Linked DNA regions of Sus scrofa: regions 1 and 2 are each linked to region 3. A link is a contact called in public HiChIP or PLAC-seq data. All regions are on one chromosome and are shown on one strand. The core of a region is the stretch at or near the end of the contact, and the rest is flanking DNA. Distances in the headings are between cores, read along the strand shown.

Region 1 (4,057 bases), core at 211-2,710, 190 kb before region 3:
TAAAAAACAAACACCACACCATTTCAGCACTCATTCTTATGGGAGTTAGAAGTTCAAGTGCGCTCAGTGTGGGTGGCTCATCTCCATTCCCCAGAGTACCAGCTGAAGTCACTCATACACCTGTGTTGAGCTGGGAGCTCAACTGGGGTTGGAACGTCCAAGATGGCTTCCATCACACGTGTGGTGCCTTAGCTGGGGTGGCTTAAATGGCTATGGATTGGCTGGGCTCTTACTACTGTAAAGTAGGGAGAATTCTGAGATGATGGCTGAGGGCTCAAGTAGCTTAGCAAAGTGAAGCCACCAGGCCTCTTATGGGCTGGACCAGAACTGAGGCAGCATCACTTCTGCCACATGTTATAGGTCAGAGCAGGTCACGAGGGCAGCCCACATGCCAGGTAAAGGGCAGTGGACACACCTTTTGATGGGGAAAGAGGCATGAACATATAGGAATGAGGGAATTGGTGGCTATGCTGTAGAGACCACCTTCTGCAGCTACATTTCCTTGGTGTGCTGCTTTGGTAAGCCTCTTGGAGAACACTGACTGGTCCTTTACTAAGCATCATAAACTGGGTCCTGATTATTTATGAGAAGCTCCAAGGTATGGTGCTTAGAGTTCACACCCAATATGACACATAGTTTCCATGGAATCAAGTAAACTGTGCTTATTACACCACTTCCTCCTCTTCTTCTTTGGCTCATAAGAAATGGAGCAGTGCTATTCAGAGAGGTGCTGTTAAGGAAGAGGAAGTTGGACTCTTAGGAGAGTGATCGGTCCCAGCCCAGGCCAGACCCACACACAAAACTTTTTAATGACACTTTTTTGTACGACTTTTCCTCACCAGGAGAGGACATGTGCAAGGATGTTTACACAAAGGATCTTAGTGCTTATTAATATTCTAATTCTGTTCTTATTGTTTTAAAGCTTTCTCTAAGCATAATAAATATTTGATCATTAGTGTTTATATAATCCTGGTGGAAGAAAATTGCAGGTAGAGCCCGAGGCCCAGGCTGCTTTCAGGCTAGCCTTGCTGGAATGCTGGAAAGGCTATGACAGGAGAGCTAAGAGTACTGACTCTCACCTGGGGAGGGCCCTCCTAGTCCGTGAGCAGCAGCTCTGACCCTCCCTTCAGCATCACCGTTTTCTTTCCCTCCATGCCCAAGTCCAGAACTTTTAAAAATTTGTGTATTTCATAGTCAGACTAAAAGAAACTCCCAAGTGAGTAGGATATGTTTTACACTAAGAAGGGAATTTGTTTTTCATCCTACAGGGGAGCAGCTCAGGTATGACAAAAGCAATGTTTCAAAACTCCCCTTTCTAGTGACTTGTTAAAGTGTGGACACATGAGAAGGAATGTATCACATGCATTACCTAAACTTTAACCTTTGCCTGCTCCCCAACACATGAGCTCCTAGAAAGCTGGACTCTGAGTCTGTGCCTGTGAAACAGGAGTGAGGAATGGCAGGTGTGCCACAGGGCCTCTTTCCGATCAGTGGAAGTAGGTTAGTAATTGGCCTGCACTCAGTTTTGGGGGTGACCTCCAGGTTGGGGGCTGGTGAATCCAGGGCATGTGGGAGCAGAGCAGTGGCACAGGGAGAATTGGGGAACCACACTGGGATTATTGACTGTTTAAGTAAAACCTTGAGAGTTTTCTTTTCTGGCCTTTCTCTCCTATTCACTGACTCTCTTCATCTAGCAGTGTTCTCTTTCTATTTATAAAGCCTCAGCACAGCCTTTTGGGGAAGTGTGGGGACTGGCTTTGTCCTGCTGATATCCAAATACCAGCCTGCAGTAAACTTGCACTTTGTCTATAATGAGGCCCTTTTTCTTTTGGTTTCCTGGCTTTTTCATGATCCAGAGCATAGCGTTCAGATCAAAGCTCTTCCTTGGGTTTTTTTCTGGTTTGATGTATCCAGTTCTTTTGAGGCCTGTCCTGGGCTTGGCCTTGACTTTGGAGGGATGCTTATTTTGAGTGACCAGAAACTGGTCATTTTGATGACCCCTCGCTGGCATATGCCAGATTCAAGAAGGGAAGGGTATGAGGCTCAGAATCAGTGTTGTATGATAGAAAATAGCAATGGGACTTACCAAATTAAAAATGACCCTCCTGGATGGAAAGAAGGAAAACAAAACAAGAGTCAGTGATGCTCTAAAAGATAAGATGCTGCCTTAACAGGTTTTTTTCTTCTGGTATTTCTTCGTCACGCAAGGGCATGTTCTGGAACTGATCCTCACAGCAACAAGACCAGGTGCCCCACAAAGAAAAGTAATGATCCCCAAGACATACTCTAAAGTGAACCTTAGGTGAGAAAACCCCCAGTAGCTCGTGGGTTTATCCCCTTAAGAGTTTTCTATCCTTAAGGAGAGCACATATTAATCATAAAACTATCTGTATTTTTATCACTTTCTTTGGAAAAATGCTTTACCAGTGACAGCCAGCCTCAACTGGTGGCCATCCTACCCACCTCACAAACAGAGTGTGAAGATGCTCTCTTTTAGGAGATGTAGTAAAATGCAAAGTTTAAATAGTGGAGAAATTAATTCCCCACATCAAGATCACACTAAAATAAAACTAAATTATTCTACCCTTAAAATCCCCATAAATTCTTAAAGTTATAGAATGTTAACAATTATGAGTATCCCTGACCTCAATTTGATGCTGAAAGTAGTGGTAATTTTGAAAGCTATTTGGGTGGGTTTGGTTTGGTTTGGTTTGGTTTGGCTGTGACTACAGTGAATCCAGATTTTCTTGTATCAACATTCCCAAGTCTACTATGAGTGACTATAACCCAATATTTAAAAAATAATTTTTGATGTTTTTTTCCCACTGATGGGTTGTAAGCAATATACAGATTCTTTATAAAGTATTTTGAAACTAATAATAATAATTAATAAAAAAACACATACACATGGCGTTCCTGTCGTGGCTCAGTGGTTAACGAATCTGACTAGGAACCATGAGGTTGCAGGTTCGATCCCTGGCCTCAATCAGTGGGTTAAGGATCCGGTGTTGCTGTGAGCTGTGGTGTAGGTCACAGACACGGCTCAGATCCCGTGTTGCTGTGGCTCTGATGTAGGCCGGCGGCTACAGCTCTGATTAGACCCCTAGCCTGGGAACCGCCATGTGCCACAGGTGCAGCCCTAGAAAAGACAAAAAAAGAAACAAAGAAAAAAACGCATAATCTTATTTGCCAGAGAGTTATCATTAACATTTTAGTGTATTTAAATATATTTAAATTTAAAATCCATATAATTTTAATGTATTTTCTTCTTTCCCTTTTTCTGTGATTATACATGATATTTAGAATAATTTGCTCATCTGCTTTTTGGTGTGGTTTGTTTTTGGATTTTGTGCATAGAAACAGAGTCATATTGCCCCTTAATACTGAAAAGGTGTTTCTAGGTTGTTAGGAAGGGCTTTCTAAAGGATCTCCTTTTGAGAAGCTACAATCCCTGTTAGAAATTGGTCCTCTGGAATTGTTTCAGTCCTCCCCCCCCTTTTTTTTTTTTTTTTTTTGTCTTTTTAAGGCCATACCCACAGCATATGGAAGTTCCCAGGCTAGGGATTGAATCAGAGCTATATCTGCTGGCCCACTCCACAGCCACAGCAACGCTGCATCCTTAACCCACTGAACAAGACCAGGGATCTAACCCGAGTCCTCATGAATACTAGCTGGGTTCTTTATCACTGAGCCCAACTGGAACTCTTGTTTCAATTTCTAATACGCCCAAGATTTAAAAGGAATCTCACTAGAGAAGCTCTGTCTGTCATCATGAGCAGGTCGGTAGGTTTCAACTCTGTATCAATCTGATGGAGAGTGGCTGCCCAGAACACAGACTGAAACGTGACCAGAAGCAGGAAAAGGGTTACAGCTGCCTGGGGGAGGGAAGTGAGGGAAGTCTGCCATGGATATGAATGCTGGAGTGAGTGCGTGACCTTTTCATGCACTAAAATTCAGTACCTCAGTTAAGTAAGGAGAGAGGAGGAAGAGGCAGTCTCTAGTCTCACTTTGGTTCTGATCTGCAGACTGGCTGCTAAACAACTGGAGCCACTTCTCT
Region 2 (4,347 bases), core at 1,629-4,128, 140 kb before region 3:
ACTGATCAAGGCCAGGGATTGAACCTGTGTCCTCATGGATCCTAGTCAGATTCGTTTCCTATAAGTCACAACAGGAATTCCCATGCTTGGGTTTTGGCATCAATCCAGAGTTCTTGTCTGGGGAGGCCAAGGAAGGCAAAGGTAGGAACTGGAAGCCAGACCCACAGGCTAGACCTGAGAGTTCACAGTGTCAGAGTCAGCGGGCTGGGCCAGTCCTGGTCTTCCAGCCACAAGGTGAATGACAAGTCCTCACCCTTCGTTATAAGCTGTGAATGTTAGACTATGAGTCCATGAGGCCCCCTAGCCCAAAGGTGAATAAAAGTCACACACACACACACACACACACACACACACACTGCTTCTGAAAGTATCAGTGAGGGGCAGCCAAGAGGCTAATTATACCTGACTGGCATGGCTGCAACCCAGAGCCAGGCTTCCTATTGCTTGATTTCTTCTCTTCACAGGGTTTTGGGGAAGCACAGATCACTCACAAAAGAGGAAGGCATGGACATTTAAACAAGAGGCCCATTACTAGGCAAAATGTCCCCAGGACAGCATCCCTATTTCATTGCTGCTTCCTTTTTTCATTAGATAGTTTCACCTGAGCCCTTCTCTTTGTCTGGCTTTCTTTCATTTATAGAAGCGTTGAAAAATTTAATCCATGCACTCCCCAAAATAGAGTTCTCTGTTTAGCTGGGCAAATCCTCTTCTCAAGCTCTCGCCTCCTCGAATAAAGTTGAGGTGGGAGTCCCTGTCCGGCCAGTTAAATATATATCCTCATTGCTTTTAATGACTTAACTTGTTCTTTTTTTTTTTTTTTTTTTTTCTTTTTTTGCTATTTCTTGGGCCGCTCCTGCGGCATATGGAGGTTCCCAGGCTAGGGGTCCAATCAGAGCTGTAGCCACCGGCCTACGCCAGAGCCACAGCAACTCAGGATCCGAGCCGCGTCTGCAACCTACACCACAGCTCACGGCAACACCGGACCGTTAACCCACTGAGCAAGGGCAGGGATCGAACCTGCAACCTCATGGTTCCTAGTCGGATTCATTAACCACTGCGCCACGACGGGAACTCCTTAACTTGTTCTTTTATTCATAAATACTGCATCTTTTAGATTTCTTCCTCAATCCCTGGTCTTCCCAAGGCAGTAACTACTGTTAAATATGGATATGACCTTATGGAGGGGGAAGGGGGCCTTGGGCCCACAGACCGAGACCTCAGGGGCCTTCTGGAATTTATAAAAGGCCTCCACGTGTCCTCCTGCCACTTCACTGCAGCTGAAGCCTGTGGATGGTGATCTGAGGCCTGATCTCTTGGCTTGACAGGGTCTGGTGGTCTTCCCTTGCAGACTGGGCCTCCCCTTTGCACCTCAGCAAAGTTCTGCACTGACCTTTGGCTTAAGTTGTCTGTGCCAAAGCCTCAGCACAGACATGCCTCACCGTTTCTTCTATGATTATCATGGCACTTACCTTTCAGCTACCTGCTGATTACCTAAGGAGCTTCCACCCCATGGAGGAGGGGGCCTCAGGAGCATGAGTCAGACCTTGTCTAGTGTGGATTCCTGCTGATTGCATGGGGCCTCCCTGTGTCTCCTTCCAGGGTTCTAACCTGGGAGTGGGGCACAAGATCCCTCTGCTTTCAGTGTCCTCTCAACTAGCAGCATCCAATTCTTTGGAATGTGGTCTGAAGATCGGTCAGAACATCCTTGCCCTAGTGGACTTCCCCGACCTCTATCTTTTTTTCTCCTTCCTCTCTACACTGGACTGGGGAGGGACAGGCTTCCCCTTCCTTTTACTGTTGGTTGGAACTTCTCTTACACTATGGCTGCCTTCCTTAGAACAGCTAGTGTTACCACCCAGTTATCTTCCAACTTTAGAAGGGACTGCACCTTCTGAGCTGCCCAGCTTAACATGGAGCTGTGGAGCAAGCAAAGACCAAAGTGAAGCCATTAGCGTCTCAAAAATATATCTCTGGAGTTCGGGTTGTGGCTCAGCAGGTTAGGAACCTGACATAGTGTCTGCAAGGACGTGGATTCGATCCCTGGCCTCACTCAGTGGGTTAAGGATCTGGTCTTGCCAAAAGCTGTGGTGTAGGTCACAGATGCAGCTCAGATCTGGTGTTGCCCTGGCTGTGGCATACGCCAGCAGCTGTAGTTCCAATTTGACCCCTCACCAGGGAATTTCCATATGCCATAGGGGCAACCCTAAAAAAAAGAGGAAAAAGGTATCCCTGCATTCAGGTATTTAATCATCAGGACACCCTGGGCATCTAGACATACCAGGCACTGGCTGACATCAGAGACACAAACAGGAGGAAGACTAGGTTCCTGCTCTCAGAAGCCTCATAGGCTAGGTGAGGAGGCAGACTTGGCAGTGATCATTATAAACCAGTATGGATGGTTCCAGAGTGTAGGGTAAGAAGGTGCGGGAGAGCACCAGGAATGTGTGAGTTACTCTGTGGGGACCCGAGTGGTTCTGGGCAGGCTGCTCAGAGGAGATGATAGGTTAGCAGAACTAACCATTCAGAAAAGAGACAAGCCATCCCCACAGGCCAGTGAATGGAGACTGGACAGGAGATGATGAGCTTGGAGAACAACAAGTGGCTGGGGGCAGAAGGAGATGATGAGGTAAGGGGGTCTGACATCAGCATGTGAGTCTAAGGCTGAAGAATTTGGACTTAATTATGTGGGCAGTGGAGTCCTTTGGAGAGACCTGTCCATCCATGGTGTGTATCCCAGATCTTAGCCTCCCTTGACAGCGTATCTGGGGAAGGGGCATCTTTTCCCTTCTGTTCTGAGCCTGTTCCACACTGCAGCTGCTTTGCTCCTTCCTCCCAGGGCTGCCAGTGACCTTGTTTTTGGTCACTGCCTGAAGCCCCTGGACAGCTGTGCTGCTTGGCACACAGATGCTGCCTTTGCATCGTGGTGAGCAGAGAGGTGAACGTGGGGCTGTGCCCTTTGTATTTCCCCACCACCGTCACATAGTCTGTAAAGATACATCAAGCTATGGATGGGTCAGGGGAGTGCAGAAGTTTAACATTGCAGCAAGAATCTACTTGGAACTGAATATGGGTCCAAATCTCATGATCTGTAACTCTTAATGCCAGAAACCTCTGAACGCTGATTTTAAATGTTTGCACTCACCCATAGAGGCTCTACTCTGTGATATCACTGTTTGGTTATGTTTCCTGGCACTGTTTCTGGCTTCGGGACAGAGTATGCTCTCAGAGAGTGTCAGAGTTAACCTCAGTGCTAGGAGCTCACATCAATGGAATGACTATAGTCCAATTTGGCTCCATGACTGTGAATGAAGCAGTAACATGGTAACAACAAAATAGTTTTCCAGAAACAACGACCCTGATAATATGCTGCCAAGAGACGTAAAAGAGAAAGAGCCTTTCTCTAGATGCCTGAGAAATAAGGGCCTTTTTGCCATAGAATTTTAACTTAAAGCAGAATTTGTTTTCTCCGGCAGATAGCCTTCTGCTGGCAAACCTGAAGGTGTTTGTTTCAACCAGCTCTTTCTTACAATCGTAGTGAATCTTTCTCAGCAACAAAAGTTCACCCTGGGGATTAGTCAAAGACAAGCTTAAAGAATTCATTTAGGGCGTAAACGTATGTGCCTTAAATGGCACGTTTAGGAATATAAGCTTCATAATAGTGAAGAGTTTTTAAAGGTTTTTAAGCAAAGCATAAAAATACAGTCAATTCTCATTATTTTGGGGTAGTTATGATCTATAAAGTCATGGTAACACTGAATTAGCAAAGACTGACCTGTTCCTCTTGGGAAAATACAGGGTCAATGAAAATTAATGAAAAAATTAATATGAAAAAATACAAATGCTTAATATGATTATATAAACATGGCAGGACAATGATTTCTTTTTCATTTTTATATGTTAAAAGTGATCTTGGTAATAAAAATATGATTTGGTTAAAAAATAACAGAAAAATATTCGTACATTGTAAATGGAAGTTGGTAGCTATACTGAGGGGAAAAACCAAGCGTTAGTAAGTGTGGTTTGCCCCTTAGCTTTAGAATGTTCTCAGTAGTGCACTGTTATAAGCTGTAAGCTTATCTTTGTACCTTAGAGCAGGAAACTGGATGGGTGGGGTGTACCACCTCTTGTTATGATAAACAAAGGGAACAACATCAAAATTGAATTTCCATCTTCTACTACTGCATCCTAAAAGAGAGTGACTATATTTTGCTCAATATTCTTCCAATTTGCCTTAATTCCAGATTTCTTTTTTGTTGAAATTGCTAGCAAAAATTATTCTATGGTTTTACTTTTTAAAAACTCCAGTATACTTGCAGTAGACTCTATAAAAAAGTGCTTTTTTTGCTG
Region 3 (4,125 bases), core at 571-3,070:
CCCTCTATCAGTGTGAAACCCCTTTTCCCTCTGTTCCTTAAATATCAGCAATCCAAAATTATCCTCATCCATCCAGGGATTCAGAAAAAACTTAAAAGCATTATTTCCTTTGTTAGCAGCACTTATGTTGAAAACCAAGGTCAATATTGACTTTTCCAATTCTTTTAGTAACCATACTTTAGCAAACCGTATAATAAATTGCACATTCTCTACTTCCCCAATAATTATTATATTGCTTATATATCTTGAACTTAAAATTATTGAATTATACAGTATAGATGTAAACCATTTTAGACTCAGTTTTAAACTGACTCAATTTAATTCACTAAATTTTGGTGAATGTATTTCCCAAACCAGTTTTTTTACTTCTTTTGTTTTATGAATTGTTGGAAGTTATTTTTAAATGATCAGAGGGAAAATTGGAAATGTATTTAGCAAAAAAATAATTGTAGATTAGCATAGCTGTATCTGTAATTTAGCATAGTACAGTGGCCTACCAAATAGGTGTTTACCATTTGGTTGTTAGATTAAGGAAAATAGCTATATCCTATCATGAACAGTAATGACAAAAGTTCGTTTCAAAATTTAATCAAAGAATTTGTTAATTCTGGAGAGATATTTCAAATTTTATTTTTAATGCTTGAAATAATATTTTTTATTCTTTCCCTTGTCTACATTGTGGGTGAAATTAGAATAGAAGGTAACCTATAAAATCACTCTAATGTCTTCTTAAGATTTCATGATTCCAGAGATAAAGTGTGGCAAGTTATGTGTTCTAACTCAGATAATTATCTATTGTGCCTTAAATTAAGGTAGATTCTATTCTATTAGTGTATTAGTAATTATGGCTAATCACAATGTCACATGTTAAATTAACCAGCAGTTCTTGTGTATAGAGAACAGATTTATAGTTTTACCTATATGTACTAGAATTCTATAATTCTTTGAGAAAAATGGTTAAGAGAAATTTTGTTTATGTAAGGATATGGTCTTTTTCCTACTTGATTCTCATAAATTTTTTAAAATATTAGTGTAGTATAGAGAAAAGAATACAAGTTCTCTTTTAGAATGTAGGTTCTGATACCACTAGAGATTCTGTGTGATGATAATAAAGACAGCAGATGTGAGGAGTCAGTGGGCTATTTCAAATGATAGTTCATTTGAATGATTATTTTGGTACACTTGGTGAAGACCTGAAAAATACTTAATAAACATCAAAGAGGCTTTTACAGTACAGTATAAATTATATTTACCCCAAAGAGTGAAGCTAATGCTTTATATATGACGTGAACTAGTTAGCAGTGCAGTTTCCAAACTAAACCCCTAGTTCATCCTCAGAAAAGATTTGGGATAGAAATTTATAAGCTCTGTTGAGAAAATCAACAGTTGCATTATGCACACTTATAGTCATTTTAAAGTTAGTTTCTGAAAATAAAGCCCTTTTCATGTTTACAAGATCCAGCAGATGAATACATTTGCTAACAATTTGTTTCATTCCAAATCTTGACCTTTTCATAAAGAACTTTCTGCTGAGGAAGTGGTCTCTTATATAGTATTGTTTCCCTTCTTCATGGGATGACAGATTTTAAGCTGATGGTGATAAATTGTAGCACTGGAGATTGTGGCAGAACTTCAGAGAAGCATCACGATGATGCAAATCAGCAAGAGGCATATTAAGATGAGACAGAAATTGATAAATAGGTTCTGAAGGTTTTGACGTGCTTGTTGAGGCATTTCAATGGTTGAAGCTCTTCTAATAGCAGAGCGAGTGAGGTATTGGACTTTATCCATGATACCAGGAAGGCAGGAAGCCTGAAGTTTTAAGCCGTCAAGAGAAAGCTGAAAAAGCTACCAGCCAAATATGAGATCACTGTCTTCTTTTAGGCAGCCTGGAATGTAAAAATAGTAGATGGATTAGGATCATATGTATAATAACTTATTTTCTGAACAGGTAAAACAGTTTTGTGTAATCCCTCATTCTCTACATTATTTGTATTTATGACATCCAGTATCTCAATAGTCTATGTGTGGCTTTGTCCATCTGCCTGTCTCTTTCTGAGAACCTGTCTTTTTTGGTTATGGTCACAATGATGTTTTCTGTTTGGAGTGCAGTAACTTCAGTTCTTGCCTCCTTCTCTCAGAATGACTAGATGTATAGTTTAGTTTAGGGGGCAGCTTGTTTTGGGCTGTTCCCTTAGGCAAGTTCTTACATACAGTTTCATTAAGACCGTTTCTCTATGAGCATAATTGTTGTGAACATTAGTGTATTAATGGCTCCAGAGCAATCTAATAAAAAGAAATGAGTGCATTTAAGTATGACATTAGATACTGTTTCAAAGAGATATTCTTTTTATTTCTGAGCATTTCTGGAATAAGATGTAAAAATAAAGCGCATTTGAAGAGTTTACATTTATTCACATCTACATGTTTTGAGATTTTAGTATAGATTTTCTGAAGCAATCACAGATAATTTTTTAAGAAGAAATCAAATTATGAATGTTTTCTATTCATTTTACTAATAAATTTAGCAAATATACATATAAAAGAAATACATGTAATAAATTTTCTCTGGATGTTGATTTCAGTCCAAAATAAAATCATTAAATGGGAAGTATTTTATCAGAATTATAGATTGAAATGTTTGCCATTCCTTTTTACAGTTTTATAGCTTTTTGGATATGCTATTTAAAGTAACATTTTAATAAGACCGTATTAAGTACTGAAGATTTTCAGACTCAGAAGGCATAGTAAATAAAACTGTCATTGTCTTCCTATCTACCACAGATAATTGTTATTTTCAGAGGACCTGTACTTAAGAACAGCGTTTCCATTTGCATTCTTTCAGAGCTCCCACAAGCTCTTCTACAAAACCATCTGATTAATTGGTGCCTGATAATTATCTGTGCTAATAAAAAAACCCAGGACTTAATGCATCATTGTAGAAAATTGGATATAGATTAAAAATTAGCCATAAATTAACTGCCCAGAGATAGTAACAGTTAACTTTTGGAGATGTTTTGTTGTCATTAAGGATACTTCTAATGTGAATTTTGAAACAAGAAAAGTTGGAAATGAAATTTTAAAAATAACCATTATTAACTACCCAGAGATAACTGTTATTAACATTTGTTGATATATCACTGCTAATTAAGATTTTACCACCTTACTCCAGCTGCCTAATTTCATTTTTTCCCTAGTGGCTTCACATCTCAAGAAAACCCATCTCAACCTATAGTTCTGTTTCTGAGAGAGACTAGTGCTAAAGATAGCAGAGGGAAGAACTGAAAGAATGAGAAAGAAGATATGTATCAGGCTGGTCAGTCAGAACTTCCCAATTTTTGTTACAAAGAAACCATGTGGTATATGGTCGTTAGATTTTGTAGTTTCAGTGCTTCAATTTGGCTGTATTAAGATTTGAATTATATATTGGACTGAGCTTTCATTTCTCTGGGGACTCTGGTCTCTTTCATGGTATTGACCTGTGGTGAGGAGATCCGAACAACGAACTAGACGTCATTCTTTCAAAGAGTTGGTACAGCTTATGTTTCTCTAGCATATATTCTTCATGGCCATTACTTAATTTATCTGTAACGTTATCACCTTAGAAACTGTCAGCTTAAGCTTGGTATATATTTAATTACTTTAGTTTGAATTCTTAAAGTACTATTGAAATAAAGGAGTTTTGTTCTTTAAGAAAATGCACCCTTTAAGTTGTTTTGGCTTGGATTTGCTTGTTGTAGATACAGTGAATTTTTACTGTTAGATAATTACAAAGAGGATTTTCCTTATTACTGTATATATTTGACTAGTCTCTTTACATGAGTTGTATAATTAAGTACAGTTTGCAGGGACCTGCTGTATAGCACGGAGAACTCTACCTGGAAGTCTGTGATAATCTATGTGGGAAAAGAATCTGAAGGAGAATGGATGTGTGTATATGAATGGCTGAGTCACTTTGTTGCACAGCAGAATTTATCACAACCCTGTAAATCAACTATACTTCAAAAAGTATAATATAGTTTAGGAGGCAGTAGAGAATCATTGATAATTCCTGTTTAAACTTAATTTTTGTGAGGTTTTAGGACTTAAATAGTATAAAAGATCTGAATTTTAAAACTATTCTGA

Evidence for each region. HiChIP or PLAC-seq counts read pairs in DNA pulled down with a chosen protein or histone mark.
Region 1: a contact with region 3 is called in an H3K27ac HiChIP or PLAC-seq map of skeletal muscle. The contact joins two enhancer-like sites. A contact is called at or near these places in 25 of 47 Hi-C or Micro-C datasets (adipocytes, adipose tissue, alveolar macrophages and 16 more) and 2 of 2 datasets of contacts at active chromatin or transcription factors (alveolar macrophages and skeletal muscle).
Region 2: an H3K27ac HiChIP or PLAC-seq map of skeletal muscle shows a contact between it and region 3. The contact joins two enhancer-like sites. A contact is called at or near these places in 1 of 47 Hi-C or Micro-C datasets (embryonic fibroblasts) and 2 of 2 datasets of contacts at active chromatin or transcription factors (alveolar macrophages and skeletal muscle).

Annotation. Positions count from the first base shown.
Region 1 is chr1:43,259,726-43,263,782 of Sscrofa11.1, forward strand. The region is part of intron 12 of MCM9 (DNA helicase MCM9); the gene reads left to right. Among named protein-coding and RNA genes, the nearest start is that of ASF1A, 47 kb to the left of the region's middle. Within about 2 kb of position 1,461, at least 10 of the 83 cell types and tissues checked have an H3K27ac peak or open chromatin away from gene starts, as enhancers often do. A contact at or near this core is called in skeletal muscle, where this site is marked.
Region 2 is chr1:43,309,398-43,313,744 of Sscrofa11.1, forward strand. All of the region lies in intron 2 of LOC110260244 (a long non-coding RNA gene), which reads left to right. Among named protein-coding and RNA genes, the nearest start is that of CEP85L, 81 kb to the right of the region's middle. Within about 2 kb of position 2,879, at least 21 of the 83 cell types and tissues checked have an H3K27ac peak or open chromatin away from gene starts, as enhancers often do. A contact at or near this core is called in skeletal muscle, where this site is marked.
Region 3 is chr1:43,448,126-43,452,250 of Sscrofa11.1, forward strand. The region is part of intron 3 of CEP85L (centrosomal protein of 85 kDa-like); the gene reads left to right. It overlaps PLN (phospholamban), which reads right to left. Exons shown (of 2, transcript NM_214213.1): 2 at 1,229-1,889. The coding sequence starts at 1,791. The coding sequence ends at 1,633. Among named protein-coding and RNA genes, the nearest start is that of PLN, 8.7 kb to the right of the region's middle. Within about 2 kb of position 1,821, at least 7 of the 83 cell types and tissues checked have an H3K27ac peak or open chromatin away from gene starts, as enhancers often do. A contact at or near this core is called in skeletal muscle, where this site is marked.